2 separate regions of the Bombyx mori genome follow, and region 1 is linked to region 2. Evidence: chromatin contacts called from public Hi-C data. All regions are on one chromosome and are shown on one strand. Each heading gives the region's core, a stretch centred on a gene start, on an enhancer-like site or on the middle of the called end of the contact. The rest is flanking DNA. Distances are from core to core; before and after follow the strand shown. Region 1 overlaps LOC101745709 (ATP-dependent RNA helicase DHX30). Region 2 holds the start of LOC101745127 (cleavage and polyadenylation specificity factor subunit 1).

Region 1 (2,719 bases), core at 46-2,545, 63 kb before region 2:
GGCAAGCAATGTAGGACAAAGTCGACTGGCACGGAGTCAACGACCCCTAGTGAAACATTAACTTACGTAACAGATCAGATTTTAGGATATTTTTTTGGGCAAGCAATGTAGGACAAAGTCAAATGGCGCGGAGTCAACGACCCCCTAGTGAAACGTTAACTTACGTGACAGACAAGTGATGCTTGTCTGAACCTTTGTATTGATAAAGCACGTCTTGGCAGTTCTGATATCATAAATTATCTTTGTATCTTTTCTTTTCACGTCTTTCGATCTCAATCCGACTTTATTGCATAGGCGAACGAGCTTACAGCTCATCTAGGGTTAAGTTCTCGCCGGAGCCCATGGACATCACGATGAGACTAAAAGTCTAAATTACTATACAAACAGCTGTGTCACCACTGTGCTCGCCATGTAAACATTTTTGCATATATCATGGTATACTTATTTTTGGAGTCAACGCAGCATCAATCGCGTTTGAGTGGTAACCACGTAGCAGGTGAAGATCTGGTCGTGGAGAGCTAGATGAGACAACTTGTGATGATTATGATGATGATTCATCCGACCGATTTCAGCCATGGCGACCACTTTGACCCCTAACCGTCGATTTGGCGCTCGGAGATGGCTTATATAGCCTATTTTCAGGGCAAAACTTGTGAAGACCCTATGTTCCAGCAAGGTACCCTACTAATTGGCAACTACGTCACAGCTATGGCAACGCAAACGTCGATTTTTTTATTTATTGCTAGGTAGTTGGACGAGCTCACAGCCCACCTGATGTTAGGTGGTTACTGGAGCCCATAGACATCTACAACGTAGACGCGCCACCCACCTTGAGATATAAGTTCTAAGGTCTCAAGTATAGTTACAACGGCTGCCCCACCCTTCAAACCGAAACGCATTACTGCTTCACGGCAGAAATAGGCAGGGCGGTGGTACCTACTCGTGTGGACTCACAAGAGGTCCTACCACCAGTAATTACGCAAATTATAATTTTGCAGGTTTCATTTTTATTACACGATGTTATTCCTTCACCGTGGAAGTCAATCGTGAACATTTGTTGAGTCCATAATTCATTAGAAAAATTGGTACCCGCCTGAGATTCGAACACCGGTGCATCGCTCGACACGAGTGCACCGGACGTCTTATCCGTTAGGCCACGACGACTTCAAGGTAACTAATTGCTGACAATCTGGCGGTAATTACATCTCGTCGGCATGATCGGGTTACAAGGCAGTACGTACCAACCTGGGTTGGCCTGCAGCCTCCTCAGCAGGACCCCGCTGGTGCAGTAGAGCACGGAGCCGGCGGGTGGCCGCGGCGGCTTCGAGTGCAAGCGCACTTGATAACCGACTGTTTCTCCAACCTGGAAATTCAGATGTTCACGAGAAGACGAAAACACTTGGTAATCAGGCAATAATAGATCTGAATCGCACTATTGATATTTAAAAAAAATTATGATTATAGAGGTCAGGTATGCCAAAAACCATTTTGACACTATATCCAACCCTGAAAATGGACGACTTGGCTGCACCCTTGGCATTGCTGACGTCCATGAGCGACAATAACCACTAACCATCAGGTGGACCGTATGCTTGTATGCCTACAAAGACAATAAAACAATAATGAAGTCAGAACAACTTTGTGGTTTATATTGTGCTTTACATGCAGAATGTTCTGAAGAATTCTTTGAGAAGATCCCTACATCTCGTCTTTAACATCGCACCGGGCTCAACTCCGGACTTCATCTCTTCGATGTTAAGTCGTCGTGGCCGAAAAGATAAGACGTCCGGTGCATTCGTGTTGAAGCGATGCACCGGTGTTCGAATCCAGCAGGCGGGTACCAATTTTTCTAATGAAATACATACTCAACAAATGTTCACGATTGACTTCCACGGTGAAGGAATAACATCGTGTAATAAAAGTGAAACCCGCAAAATTATAATTTGCGTAATTACTGGTGGTAGGACCTGTTGTGAGTCCGCGCGGGTAGGTACCACCGCCTTGCCTATTTCTGCCGTGAAGCAGTAATGCGTTTCGGTTTGAAGGGTGGGGCAGCCGTTGTAACTATACTGAGACCTTACAACTTATATCTCAAGGTGGGTGGCGCATTTACGTTGTAGATGTCTATGGGCTCCAGTAACCACTTAACACCAGGTGGGCTGTGAGCTCGTCCACACATCTAAGCAATAAAAAAAAAAAACTTCATCCATACTGCCTTGTAGCACGTTTGTCTACAGTGAGTTTCCAGAAATTTGTTCAGTAACGTACCCTGATGTTTTGGGGTGAAATTCCCTCTGCAGTAATTCCTGAACGCTATAACATATGTCCTTCTCAAACGAGGATCACTCAGCGATAGGCAGCGGCTCGGCTCTATCCCTAGCATTGTTGATGTCCATGGTAACTGGTGGTAGGACCTTTTGTGAGTCCGCACGGGTAGATACCACCACCCTGCCTATTTCTGCCGTGAAGCAGTAATGCGTTTCGGTTTGAAGGGTCGGCAGCCGTTGTAACTATACTAAGACCTTAGAACTTATATCTAAAGGTGGCTGGTGCCTTTACGTTGTAGATGTCTATGGGCTCCAGTAATCACTTAACACCAGGTGGGCTGTAAGCTTGTTTAAAAAACCGACGATAACCACACACTCTGAGGCGTATGCTCATCTGCCTATATTGTCGAAATGTTATTAAGCTTCAGCAACATGAATTCGGCCATCGATCC
Region 2 (2,700 bases), core at 1-2,500:
CTCGTTGGAGAGGAAGGGCCTGAGATACAGAGGAGATTGGCAAAATGGAAAGAAAGGTTGAAGATCAGTCGAACAAAAACCAAGCACATGTTTTGTGATTTTGGTGGTTCTTCAGACTTCACGCCAATCGCCTTAGATGGTGTATCCCTGCCAGTCTGCTCTGACTTCAAGTACCTCGGCTCTATACTCCAGAACGACGGCAACATAGACCGGGACGTCACAAATAGAATAAACGCTGGTTGGATGAAATGGCGACAGGTCTCTGCAACAGCATGCGATCGTAGAATGCCCCTTCAGCTCAAGGGCAAAATTTACAAAACGATCATTAGACCTGTCGTGCTGTATGGATCTGAGTGTTGGGCGACGAAAGTTAAGCATGAAAGAGGAGTGCATGCGGCAGAGATGCGAATGTTGAGATGGATGTGTGGAGTAACAAGAATGGATAAGATAAAGAATGAGTATATCAGAGGAAGTGTGAAAGTGGCCCCGGTAAACAACAAATTAAGGAGCGGACGGTTAGCGTGGTATGGACATGTGATGCGTAGAGAGAAGATGCATGTGACTAGGAGATGTATGGAAATGGTAGTGAAAGGTAGAGGGGGAAGAGGTCGACCGAAGAAGACATGGATGGAGTGTGTGAATGACGATATGAGAGAGAGAGGAGTGAGTGTTGAGATGACGGCTGATAGAAGAGAATGGAAGAGAAAAATTAGCTGTGCCGACCCCACATAGTGGGATAAGGTGGAGAAAAAGAAGAAGTAGACCTCTTGCACGTTGTCATAGACCCCTAGGGGTCGATATAGACCACTTTGGGAATCACTGCTTTAGACCATGAAACGTGGCAAAAATTTTGCCACTGAGCTCGGTATCCGGCTCTATTGTATGGTTTCCTTTACAGTAGCTTAGCTGGGGACCTTTTATATCTTACCCACAGGTGGGCTGAAGCTTTGGAGAGCCAAGGTCCTAGAGCTTCTCGCTGTGAGCCTTGATATCGCGAAGGTCTTTGTCGGAATAGACGGTAGCTACAAATTCATACAACTTAGATCCTTACGTTTACATCAAAAAGACCTTCTTACCGTAGATAATTCACATACACTCTTATAATTCTTTGGTAATTAGAATTATCTATGGCCGATATTTTAGAAATTATATAGAACAGACAAGGCTGGATGCGCTTAGATCCCCTTGCCTTTCTTAATAAGGAAATTTTTTACCAAAAAAAAATATCTATGGCCGATTGCAATTTTGGAACGTTCGGAAACAACTGGTAACTGGAACAAGTTAAATTTTTAAACCACACAAATAACTTCTTTTGTTTTATAAAAACGATATTGAACAATTCAAATGTTCATCGTGGATCTATACCACGAAACACTATTGTGTTAAAATTAAACGTATTCTTTTAATTTAAAATATACAAAACAAGTTCAAATAGTAAGAAAGAAATCAAGTTTCAGAACTGACATCAACAAAGCGACGATGTTTGATACAATGTTTTTCTCAGATTAAATTAGAGTTACTGAACAGCATTTTGTTAAATCAGGACCATATTTGATTGTTGTTATCTGTTTGTAAATTAATGATTCAAGCAAACATATCAGATTTTAGTGTTGAAAGTGTTTTAGTTCATAACCTCAAAATCGAACGTTTAACGAATAATGTTTTCGATTTGTCGAACGACTCATCCAGCGACTGGTATAGAGCACGCGGTTAGCTGTTATTTCTTTAACAATGACGAGGTTTGTCTGGTCACCGCCGGTGCCAATATCATCAAGGTCTTCAGGCTGCTGCCCGAAGGCCACACAAAAGAGATTAATGCAGGTTTGTTTTTTTAACTGCTTTCTGTTAAAAACTAGAATAGATAATATCCCTGCAAATATACTGTATGTTCAGTATGCGGTTCTAATTATTGTTGAAATGATAGAATCTTGGTTTACTAATTTCGAGCTGTGTTACTATAGCAGTGTCCGAATTCCTGGCTTAAAATTTTCCAATACAATACCTAATTAACATCTGGTCACAAATTACTGTCGCCATGAATGAATAACACCGTGTAATCGTCAGCTTCTACGTCTGACTAAAATAAAAATAAAACATTTTCTCATGTCATTATATACTTTTTCAGCCGGTCAGCCGATTCCCCCGAAGATGAAGTTGGAATGCTTAGCGACATATACATTATGGGGTAATGTGATGTCTTTAGCTTCTGTACGCTGTCAAAGTTCTGGTCGAGATATCCTGTTGGTTTCATTCAAAGAAGCTAAACTATCTGTGCTCCAATATGATCCACAGACCAATAACTTGGTGACATTGAGTATGCATTATTTTGAAGAGGATGATATGAAGGTATGTATACTGAGATTTGAACTGATTTTTGTATAATTATTTCCTAACGAAAATTAACTTTAAAGAAGCTGTCTGAGCTGGCATTATGATGCTTAGCTTGGTTGTGGCCTGAGCTGAGCTAGTAATAGTATTCAGAAGTGTATTATTATTATTACTCTTTTTTTTGCTTAGATGAGTGGACGAGCTCACAGCCCACCTGATTTTAAGTGGTTACTGAAGCACATAGACATCTACAACGTAAATGCGCCACCCACCTTGAGATATAAGTTCTAAGATCTCAGTATAGTCACAACGGCTGCCCCACCCTTCAAACCGAAACGCATTACTGCTTCACGACAGAAATGGGCAGGGTGG

What was found. A called contact is a pair of places that touch in the nucleus more often than the background predicts.
Region 1: a contact with region 2 is called in a Hi-C map of midgut, with 1.9 times the contacts expected there. The contact joins the enhancer-like site here to the promoter of LOC101745127 in region 2. A contact is called at or near these places in 3 of 7 Hi-C or Micro-C datasets (middle silk gland, midgut and whole pupa).

What each region holds. Positions count from the first base shown.
Region 1 is chr28:8,536,232-8,538,950 of ASM3026992v2, reverse strand. It overlaps LOC101745709 (ATP-dependent RNA helicase DHX30), which reads right to left. Exons shown (of 21, transcript XM_062676812.1): 8 at 1,246-1,363. Among protein-coding and RNA genes, the nearest start is that of LOC134201610, 3.9 kb to the right of the region's middle. Within about 2 kb of position 1,295, at least 2 of the 8 cell types and tissues checked have open chromatin away from gene starts, as enhancers often do.
Region 2 is chr28:8,472,743-8,475,442 of ASM3026992v2, reverse strand. It overlaps LOC101745127 (cleavage and polyadenylation specificity factor subunit 1), which reads left to right and starts at 1,250. Exons shown (of 29, transcript XM_038021176.2): 1 at 1,250-1,821; 2 at 2,126-2,346. The coding sequence starts at 1,659.